2 separate regions of the Oncorhynchus mykiss genome follow, and region 2 is linked to region 1. Evidence: chromatin contacts called from public Hi-C data. All regions are on one chromosome and are shown on one strand. The core of a region is the stretch at or near the end of the contact, and the rest is flanking DNA. Distances in the headings are between cores, read along the strand shown.

Region 1 (5,993 bases), core at 3,385-5,884:
TGCCGTGGTAACATCTTGCCTCATACTATACAGTCACCCAGTACATCCTTCAAATAAATCATAACTCTGGCAGAGAAGGGCCCCCTCGTTTCAGTGTCATCATCCTATCTACATATACCTTATGACATTTCACATATGTTGTGGTCTGAATCACAAGAGTATTCAGGGGATCCGCATTGCAGTTTATTAGACAAAGTGGTTGTGGTTAGGTGACAGATTTCAAGCCATGAATGAATGAAAACCGAGGAGAAAAAAACACGCCAAGATGCACTGAGAGGATTTGAAAGCAGGCTTACTAAAATACATGGTCATCACATGAGTACCAATCTGTAAGCACACATACTGCCCCAAAGCCTCACCACTGAACTGTATGATGAGTTGTAGTATGTTGACATTGTGTCAGCTATGATTTGTCACTGACATTTGTTTCAGGATTCTACAGTACCAGCGTAAAAACTGTTTCTAATTTACAGTATGTGCTAGCTGTGGTTAACCTGGAGGTCTGAAAGAGAATCATGCATCACAAAACATTTGTTATTTAATGTCTAGAAGATGAAATACCTTACTACTGGCTTCTCGTTAACGTCATAGTTCCCGCTTGCACTATCTCCATAAATCACGTAAGGGCGGTCTGGTGTTAAGGTGCCGGGATATACTACAGTATATACATGCTTTATTCATCTGTGGAGGAGCTCATAACAAGAAGACCGAGATGGTGGGGACTGTAGTTCATGTTCCAGGGCTGTGCATGTATAAGATCATACTGTAGGATCTTATACAAGTCACGAGATCTAATCCTTTTTAAAAGGAAAGTAAAGAGAGCCACTCCAGGTCCATGTGAGACACTCCAGAATATTGTGCCCCAACAATTAACGAAATATGGTAGCCTACTGTTCAATATTGCAAGTCTTTGCTAGGTAAAGCCCCGCCTTATCTCAGTTCACTGGTCACCATAGCAGCACCCACCCGTAGCACACGTTCCAGCAGGTATATTGCACTGGTCATCCCCAAAGTCAACACTTACTTTGGCCACCTTTCCTTCCAGTTCTCTACTGCCAATGACTCAAACAAATTGCAAAACAAAATCTTATATCTTCCTCTCTAACTTTAAGCATCTGCTGTCTGAGCAGCTAACCGATCACTGTACCTGTACACAGCCAATCTGTAAACAGCACACCCAACTACCTCATCCCCATATTATTACTTACCCTCTTGCACCCCACTAGCTCTACTTGCACATCCATCACTCCAGTATTAATGCTAAATTGTAACTATTTTCACCTCTATGGCCTATTTATTGCCTACCTCCCTACATTTGCACACACTGTACATATATTTTAATATTTTATTTTGTGTTATTGACTGTATGTTTGTTTATGTGTAACTCTGTGTTGTCTTTGTCGCACTGCTTTGCTTTATCTTGGCCAGGTCGCAGTTGTAAATGAGAACTTGCTCAACTTGCCTACCCGGTTAAATAAAAGGTGATTTTTTTTTTTTTTTTTTTAAATGGTAATTGATCAATATCAGTTGATGAGAATTTAGAATGAAACAATAAGCATTTATGGCTTTTCTAAGCCCATTTTAGCTTGTTCCCACAAACAGTGTGACAGTCTCTGAACCTTTTTGTTGTTGTTGATGATTTGACATACTATACCATGTCTCAAACTCATTCCACACAAGGCTTAGTCTCTGCAGGATTTTGCTCCTCCCTGTTTGTATTAACCTTTATTAAACTAGGCAAGTCAGTTAAGAACGAATTCTTATTTTTCAATGACAGCCTACCCTGGTCAAACACACGCTGGGCCAATTGTGCCAAGGTCTGTTGTGATGCCTCTAGCACTGAAATGCAGTGCCTTAGACCGCTGTGCCACTTGGGAGCCCTTGTACTTGTTTGATGAATTAAGGTCACTGATTAGCAACTCTCCTCACCTGGTTGTCTAAGTCTTAATTAAAAGAAAAAACTAAAAACCAGCAGACACTAGGCCCTCCAAGGAATGAGTTTGACACCCCTAAACTAGACATTTCAGTCAAGTCAAGCTGCTTACTGGGCTATGAGGCATTCAGATCCTGCACTCTAGTGGTCAATCTGTAGTCAGGTACATTCTAGATGTTCTCTATTGTAGATGCATTGTAGAGAGGCACAAGCAATTCCATTTATTATTATAACAAAGTTGTAGAGTGGATTGCACCAGCACATGATGCACAATACTATTCAATAGGATAACCTCAACTCTGCACTTTAATACTATCATAACACATCGCATAAGTCCATCTATGAACTCAAATGTGAGATGTGCATACTACATAATATAAATTAGTAAAGATCGTACTAATTACAAGGTACTGAAGGTGGCTGGCTATTCTCCTCGATATACAACAATGTTCTTGTCAGTCTCGTGAATCTTGACCTCGTAGAGAAGATTGGCTGGTAGCTGCTTGACCATGTTGTCCCAGATATATACAGCCACGTTTTCTGTTGTGCTGTACAGCAGACAAAAAAAAAAAAATTAAACCATGGAAACTCTGAATCACATGCTCCGAACTGAAAATCCACCCGTTACTCATAAACATAAGGCTACGGTCCAGTAGAGGAGCACACACCTGACAACATTAGCAAAGTAGGGGACGTCCTTATCCAGGTTTTTATGGTCCAACGGAATCATGATGACTTCCTGTATCAGAATTATACATGAGTTTGTAAATAACACACAAATTAATTAATGCACATTTTCCTTATTCTCTAAAATGCGCTATAAATGTGAAACTAATGAAGAAATTAATAGTCTAGCAGCCTACGCTATCAAAGCATAGCCTTCGCTTCAAATCAAAAAAGTCAAGTCCAGGATTGGATTGGAAGAAAGGGAGGGTCTCACCTCGATGTGTTGCTTCAGATCTGTAATGTTCATCACCATGCCTGTGTGACGATCGATCTGGAGATGGACAAAGAGAAGCTCTGTGACGGTCTGTGTGTTTCCAACATCCATTACCAAGGAGGCAGACTGCTTTCATATCATGAGTGTCATGTGATTTACTGGTGTGTTTATACCACTAGCAACCATGAGAATGTTTTGTAAGTCGTGTTTTTATGAATATGGTACGACGCAAAGTCTCAGGTGGGACTTACCTTTCCCCGTACCGTCACCTCTACTACAAAAATAAAAACACAACAGAGCCTTAGATAAACATTGGGTTAGACCCAGTTTGAAGTTATGGAACAGGACAGCTATGTAACCTATAGGCCAACTGTGAATCAGACAATAACTGACAACAGAATTGGTCCTATTGGTCCTACGTGCATGTTTGGATGAGACCTTGACCAATGACTGACCTTTATAGTTGTGTCCATGGCCATTGGGATTGTTGCACTTCCCAAATATCTTCTTGTTTACCTCATCACTCAACGTCGGGCTGGAGAGACAACACAATACATGAGGTTTCAATTCAACAAATATATAATAAAAACCTTTAACAATTTTAAGAAGTTGATGGCTTCGCTGTCTCTACAATAGAACTACAGATCCCATGATCTTCCGGGATTGACGCAACAGGTCATGCTTGATTCCAATTTCGTTTCGTGGCGTTAAACTCTCCCTTCTATCAAATAAAACGTCTCACTGGAAACACAATCATACCAAAATGCTTTCCATCTTGCACTCGTCTCGCAGCCTCTGCAACAGTTTCTAGATGGCAACCCTGCATTAAGCTGCCTATTGCGTCGTCGTTTACAACAACAAAAAAAGATAGAAAAGGATTGCACTGGTACCTGTGCAATCGATGGCACGCGCTGAAACTCTGGACTCGTGTGATGTATCCAATGCGCTCTGCTACTTCGTTTCTTGAATCGGCTTGTGCCATTGCAATGACAGATGAACAGAAGTAAACAATGTAATTAATAGTCGTCGCAGATGCCGTTAAATAGGTTATGCTGGGCGTGTGGAGAATCGAGTCCACGCCCCCTAGTCTTTTCAGGTCATTCAACGCTCAGCGACAATAGAGTACCACGGTATGAGTTATACTACCCATAAAACCTAGCAGTCAAACAGGGAAATGGTTCCAATAGGTTTTCCTTCATACATTCTTCCCATAGGCATTTTTTTAAAACAAACTAGGAGCTGTGTTTCGTGTAGGCTTACCCTGGCGTGACATTTTGATAACCGTGTAAATCTCTAGGCCAAGGAGACTGTCAATATATTCGCCTGTATTTACCCGCAAAACAATTCCAGCCATTACCACGAGGCCATCTTCCCTAATTAAGCGGCCACCAACCTCCTGTGCACAATACCTGTTAGCAAAGGCGTCAGCTAGAGATGACGTGCAGGAGCTTGCAGGGATTTGTAGTCTTGCATGATGCCAATTAGCGTTTTCGAATCCGAGTGTAAATACAGCCGACTATATTGATCAAAGTCACCATATCCGAGAGAGATTTACATGGTTATCAAAGGGTCAAGTCAGGGTAAGTCTACCCGAAACACAGCCCTTATTAAGTGTTTCTAAAAATTCCCTATGAGAACCATTAATGGTGGAAAACCCATTGGAACTACTCTGTTTGACGCTAGGTTTTATGAGTATTATGACAACCTCCACTGTGGGGCTCTCAACCAACTAATATTTTGCATGCAGCACAAACCCAGACATCACTTTGTATGGTAATGAGAGAACCTTCAAAATAAAAGCCCACCTTTCAAAACATTGAAGTGTGGATAACGCATAACACCCGAAGTCCCTCCGACTCACACGGAGGAAGACATTGTAATGAACTTGTCAAACACATGCTCATCTGCCTTAGGTAAGGGACTGTCATTTGTCCCAACGGCACAGGCCAATGACTGTAATACCGTTATAGACTTCCAAAGTTTTTCCGCAGCTTGAGATTGACTGAATTCTTTGGTAATGGGGTTTGCTCCCTATGCACCTGCCAATGTAAATACATTGAATGAGACAAGTAACCAGACAGGACAGAGTGTTAATGCTCTTCCCATTGATAACCAGAATGACAATGAACTTGACTCTCGCTCTGAGGACATGATACGGGGAAAATACATATTTTAAGAGAAAAAGCACACGTATACCTCCCAAAAGAAATACCTCTCTTGAAAAATACTGTCACCTAGTTGAGAAAGATGCACATAATCTCCTGGCTAAGAAACAAGAACACAAGGTATTCAGCAATATGTCGAAAGCAGAGAAAGTATCCCTTATGGAACTCAAGAATGACTCCACTATCATTATAAAACCTGCCAACAAAGGACGTGCAATAGTGATGTAAAATGCTGCAGACTATGGAAAGAAAATTCTCAGAGATGATTTATTTTGCAAAGACTCCCTGGGGATCCTACTAATCAATTCAAGTCTCTGATCCATGATGAACTGTTTTAAGTTTTTGAATGAAATGGAAATTACAAAGACAGAATTTTGCATATATGAAAGTTGCCTGCCCAACCACACCTGTCATTTACACTCTCCCCGAAATTAAAAAGACGCCAGCTATACCAGGCTGGCTTATTGTGAGTAGCAACTGATCTCTGACAGAGAACATTTCAACCTTTGTAGACCATTTTTGTGAAGCCCTGGGTGAGCTCTCTCCGCACGTACACCAGAGATCCTTGATTTTATCTCCTTAAATCTGTGGACTCTATACCAGATTTATTTATTTTTTTGTACTTTTGATGTTACCATCCTATATTCTACCTCAATGAACACCCCTTAATGCTCTACCCAGTACCAATTGTGTTGTGGACTTGGCTGAACTGGTACTAACCTCCAAGAATTTTCTCTTCAGAGGAGCCTTTTCCTCCAGACCAAAGAGACAGCAATGGGAAGCACTATGGCTCCTAATTATGCTAACATGTATCTAGGAATGTTAGCAAAACAGGTGGTGCTGAATCCAGAACTTAACCCTTTTCTTCCCAATATTTTCCTCATTCTGAGATATTTGGATGATATTTTCCTGATCTATAGTGTATACAGGGACCCAGGAAGAACTATTGGAATTC
Region 2 (5,849 bases), core at 2,583-5,082, 150 kb before region 1:
TTTTTCAGCAGCTAAATAACTCTGATCAAGTAGAAAATCGACATTTCGGGCATCTGCTCTTACCTTGCATGTTGCTGACGGTGGTCATGTGTTGTGTTTGCGGGTGATGATGGTGCGAGGTGGATCCTGCGATGTTGCTGTTGGAGGTTGTTGAGTTGCTGTTGGAACTGGGAGACGCCATTGTTGTGTTCGATTCCAGCAGCGCTCAGGCTGCAATGCAGGCAGAGTAAACTTCGCCCTCTCTCGCTCCACACGGGACACTGCGCCAGCCGAGCGAACGCAGCACAGCATACGACGGCCACGTCTATGGATGTGCTATGGCACCCGATTCTGCACCATGGACACTCCTGAGTCACGGAAGACAGTGCGTAACAGTTAGCCTACGCCAGATGGGGCGGGGGTTTCCATTGGGCTGGTATAATGGGACGCCCAGCAAATACTATATATATATATATATACACACTTTTTAAAAATGTAACCAGGCAAGTCAGTTAAGAACAAATTCTTGTTTACAAGATGATCGGTTGTGATGCAGCCTGAATTCGAACCAGGGTGTCTGTAGTGACGCCACTCGGGAGCCCATATTTTTGAGTCGAGTAATCCAGTTGATATGGCTACAGGGAAGGCTATGAACGAACATACTAATTTATTGAATGGGGGTTATGGAGGCATTGTAAGGTTGGCCCAGGGCCAGCAGAATATTGTCCTTGTTCAACGCAGTTTCCTATGGGCGTTTGTCTGAAGCTGGTGTGAGGTATGACGGGTCAGTGGAAAGATCAAATATAGTGTAGCATATATCAGGGCTACCGGTCAGGGCTCCCGGTCAGGGCTACCGGTCAGGGCTCCCGGTCAGGGCTACCGGTCAGGGCTACCCCCTGAATATGTTACAATAAGAAAGGAAATGTATGAAAGGGTTTAAGTAGTAGAATAAAGAAAAATACATTTCTTAAAGTGTGATCTGCCGTGAGCCTCCTCCAGCCGTGAGTCTCCTGTTGCCTTCCACAGGGATGCTGGTTCCACAGGGATGCTGGCCCATGGTGACTCCAATGCTTCCCACCGTTGTGTCAAGTTGGTTGAATGTCTTTTGGTGCTTCTTATACTCTTAGCCCCATGGCAGTCATGTGCTTTGGATAAATGTATCAAATGGCATATATTTAGTAATGACAATAAACTTAATTTGCATAACTATTACAGGAACATTTAGAAATCAAATTACATTTATTGAAGGTAAAATAATGAACCCCTTACAGCGCAATACACAGATTAATCCATTTACTCTTGTCATAGCATTCATTTTTCATAGGTAATTATCAATAGGTCTATCACCACAATAACATAATTTATAGCTACAATATCAACTTATTGAGGTAACATATTATGAGAGAAAGTGTGTTTATGTGTTATGAAGAGACATTCTCCCACTCTTTGGCACCCAATCTCAGGCCAGATGGAATGTGCAACATGTTTTATCAGTACCTGTTGTCTTCCACTTAAATCAATATTGGTATAAAGAGTTATTTTAACCACTGGCCCATTTTAACTCAGAAAATGAAATATGTATATACACCCCCCCCCCCCCCCCCCCCCCCCCCCCCCTCCTCCTCAGAACAGCCTCAATTCGTCAGGGCATGGACTCTACAAGGTGTCGAAAGCGTTCCACAGGGATGCTGGCCCATGGTGACACTAATGCTTCCCACAGTTGTGTCAAGTTGGTTGAATGTCTTTTTGATAGTGGACCATTCTTGATACACTGGGGAAACGGTTGAGCGTGAAAAACGCAGCAGCGTTGCAGTTCTTGACACAAACCAGTGCACCTGGTACCTACTACCATACCCCGTTCAAAGGCACTTACATATTTTGTCTTCCCCATTCACCCTCTGAATGGCACACATACACAATCCATGTCTCAATTGTCTTACGGCTTCAAAAATCCTTATTGAACCTGTCTCCTCCCCTTCATCTACACTGACCGAAGTGAAATTAACAAGTGACATCAATAAGGGATCATAGCTTTTACCTGGATTCACCTGGTCAGTCTATGTCATGGAAAGAGCAGGTGTCCTTTATGTTTGGTATACTCTGTATATGAGGACCCAAGGAATTGTCCCTCCCCAGATTCCGTACAGCCGTAGAATCTTTGGCATTATCATGGATACATCAGTATTCTATCAGACATCCTTCCATATCCCTTTAAAAACATTCTGTCCTCATACACAGAGACTGTACCAAAGGCATCACTGTCCGGGGGGGTCTCTATCACCCCCTCCAGTGTTAGGTAGTGCACTCCGGAGTCATCTCTGTGATAGCCTCCATCATGGTCGTGTCCTGCCATGAAGCAGACTACACTCTTATGGGCCTGGAGTATGGAGAGCAGCGCATCGTAGTTCCAGGCTAGGCAGATAGGATCTGTAGAGCTGGGGTGGATAGGGAGATGGCCTGTACAAGAAAACAGTCAACATTATTTAGTCAATTCGTCTATTGAGTCACATTAGGGATTTCAAATGTCATGATGACTGCTATGACATTTGTTATGTAGGCCTCATGACTTGACTTACTGACAATGGTGACCCTCTCCAGTTTGTTGTCTGCCAACGACAAAACTCCTTCCAGCCAGTCCAGCTGATCTTGACTGAATCCTCCATTGAACTTCACAAACCTTTGCTCCATCCCCACAGGTGCTAAAACATATGGAGAAAGACATTATTAAACAAATGTCAAACACTTCAATTCACATGAAACACCTCTTATTCTCAGGGCCTACTGTGGCATTAGGTTCTCCACAGTCAAGCTACATGGAATTGTGCAGTGTCAATAAATTAGTAGCTACTAGTGGTAGGCTATTCTGCTCATAAGTGATGATGAGATTAGTGTAGCACTTGTGCGGGAACAGTGTTTAAAACTAGCTACCCTGCAGTTAACAGGGCAAGTGCACTACCTGTGCTATAGGCTAAAGGTCCAGACCTCCTGACTAACAGTAGACCTACCTGGGGGATGGTTCAGATCTTCATTGTCATTGTGGGCTTTTAAAATAGCAATAGCCTGCTGGTATTTCAGACTGGACTCCTCTCTCCCTAGTAGGCTCACATCATAGGCATCCAAAACGACAAATCGGTATTTGGGGGCTGGACTGAAATGATATGCATAGATTTCACAGCTGCTGAGATGCCCCCCTCCTGCTTCAGAATCTGTAGTACTATTGAGAACCGACCGCATTAGGGTGTCTCTGCTAAAGTTATAAAACTCATGGTTGCCCCACACGTGGTGGACTTCAACCGGAGAGGAGTCAAACTCTTTCATCACCGTTTCCAGGGCTCGCTCTGATGCGTCGTGCCTCTTGTTGAAGCCATCGATAATGTCACCGAGCTGAAGGATGAACCGGGGTTTGACAGTATCCGCGCTCCACCTTTTCTGTGCATTGTGCAATAGGCGAAGACTGTTCCTGTAGTATCGTTTCCTTGAGCGTTTGAAATTGAAGCCATCATCTATGTCGGCGTATTGAATGTCTGCGATTATTCCAAATGTAAACAGTGGTTTGTCGCAGTTCTCCATTCCGGTTGTCATGATGTTATTGATCAAACTTCTACTTTTAGTCCACTTGAGAAAGCTAGCTAACCTTCTAACATTTTTGACCGCTGCCAGAACGCTTCTTTATTCTACCTACTAGAATGGAGTGAAGGTTGCCAGGATATTCTGTGGCTGTTGTCCTCTTGTACTAGATACTGTACGTTGTTTCAATGTCAATTGATACAGTTAGGTTACAGTTTCTCTAAAACGCCGGTAGAGTTGTTACATGTCCGACTGCACTAGTATTCTGCCAGCAGCACACATGATAACGTCACGTTTGTATGAGAAAACTTTCAAAATAAAAGCCCGCAGTTCAAAACATTGCAAGGTGAATAACTACTGTCAACAACTATTTCATTCAATAGATATGGAATCGAATCAATGGCCACTTTTATTGTGCGAACAAGAACATACAATAAGCAATTCATGAAAACAAATACAACATCTGGTTTAAAAAACATTTTTTAAGACCAATATAACAAAAAAAATACTACGTTGACACGTATTTTGGGCTGTAGAAAGACAACTTTTCTAACTGTGTCAGCTAAAGTGGGGTAGGAAATACTCAGTAGGGTCTCTAACTGTATCGTACATATCCAGCAGCACTTCGTATTCCACCACTTGTATAGCCCCAATGCAATACACTGTAACATACTGTACATGGGATACATATTGGCTTGTAGAGAGAAAACTTTTATTCCTGTCTCAGTTTATTGCATTGGGGTCTATGGAACGGTGGAGAACGAAGTGCTGCTAGATATTTACGACAAAGCCCCCCTCCAAAACTGCATATTTGGTTAGTAGAGACCCTACTGAGTAGAAAAATTATCTCTACAAACCAACATGTATCCCATGTACAGTATAATGCATTGGGGGCTATGGAGGGGTCGGCGAAAATGCGTGCGACTCAGTCCCCCTCAAAAACTAACCATATTTGGTTAGTAGCGAACCTACTGAGTATTTCCGACGCTGTATAAATAATACAAAATAATAAAAAGCGTCAAAATATCTATTTATTTCTTCAAATGTGGTTGCAATGCTGTGAAAAACAGTTGTACTACACCCCAAAAAAACGATATTCTCAAAGTTTAGCATGTCTTTGCAGGGGAACTCTTATTTTGAGAAAGACATATCCTCGATCCAGCTGCCAGCATAATATCCTGATGCTAGAAGAACGGTAATTCCGACTACTGTCAGTGCAGTTGTTCACGAACATCCCAACTGCGCTGCAACTGCGCAGTATTAGATACAGTATTGGGATTGCATGGCAGGCTACTTAAACAACAGACAAGTACTGCACTACCACCAAATGCACGGGACTCTCGTGAAATATTGAACAGGGCCATAGACAAATCTAGCAGGTATAGTAATGTGGCTCTACTGACTCATCAAAAAATGTGAAAGTGACCTCCCCCGTATTTTCACAGTGTTGACACTAGAAGGTAGTAATACTACACCCCACTGGCTATTGAACCGGGTCACACAGTAAACTAAATATGTCTTTAGTCTTTACATGTTTATATTAATCACATAGACCTAGAGGTGTGTTTGAACTCGCCCACTATTCAGGCTGTTTCATGTTTTATTAAGATCCTAAAAAACAATTGACCTTTCGCTAAATTCTGCCCCCCTTGGTTACTGTTGCAACCTCAAACAACATTTTCAAGGAATCCCAATTCCCCATTCAGGGAATCATGGGGGGAAAAACTGGAATATAGGGACAGGGGCACAGAGACGTGGATTTATTAGGGGGAATGGAGGTGGAAAAAGAGGAAGAGGAGGTTGAAAAGACTGAGGAAAATATAGGTTGGATTTGAATCTGAGGAAGATTGCGATAAAAATGGGGATGGGGTGTCAAAGAAGATTGGTGTCAAGTGCAAACAAAGTGAGCTGAGCGCCAGACCGAGTTCTTGAGGGGAAATGGAAGCGAATGAGGTCGAGTTAAGTGAGGTGGAAGGTGTGGTAAAGAGCTTGTAACCAGAGCCTGGCATCGTTGGACATGGTAAAGAAGAATCTGGTCTCTTAGGAGTGATGTTTTTGGAGAAAGTGCACACTTGCCTTTAGGGAGATCCATTTGTGGTTTCAGGGTGGGTGAGAAAGGCAAATCAGTGAAGGTAACCTTTCTTCTGACCAGAGAGAACAGGTGCTCCATGTCATGCAACTTGGGTGAAGATCTGTTTCTTGCTTTGCTCTCAGGAACAGAGCACCATTGAAAAGAGTGATTTCTTGTGTAGCGTTAAGTGTGGAGATGGAGCAATTGAAGTTGAAAATTCCTGGTGTTTGTG

What was found. Hi-C and Micro-C count contacts between places; a contact is called where the count stands out from the background.
Region 2: a Hi-C map of liver shows a contact between it and region 1, with 3 times the contacts expected there. The contact joins the promoter of adprm here to the promoter of pts in region 1. A contact is called at or near these places in 2 of 3 Hi-C or Micro-C datasets (blood and liver).

What each region holds. Positions count from the first base shown.
Region 1 is chr20:7,524,163-7,530,155 of USDA_OmykA_1.1, reverse strand. It overlaps pts (6-pyruvoyl tetrahydrobiopterin synthase), which reads right to left and starts at 4,634. Exons shown (of 7, transcript XM_021575572.2): 1 at 4,134-4,634; 2 at 3,764-3,845; 3 at 3,329-3,408; 4 at 3,125-3,147; 5 at 2,874-2,930; 6 at 2,602-2,672; 7 at 1,471-2,481. The coding sequence starts at 4,227. The coding sequence ends at 2,358.
Region 2 is chr20:7,672,332-7,678,180 of USDA_OmykA_1.1, reverse strand. It overlaps adprm (manganese-dependent ADP-ribose/CDP-alcohol diphosphatase), which reads right to left and starts at 3,832. Exons shown (of 3, transcript XM_021575571.2): 1 at 2,985-3,832; 2 at 2,556-2,678; 3 at 1,176-2,436. The coding sequence starts at 3,561. The coding sequence ends at 2,147. map2k4b (dual specificity mitogen-activated protein kinase kinase 4b) reads right to left here and starts at 366. Exons shown (of 13, transcript XM_021575569.2): 1 at 64-366. The coding sequence starts at 181.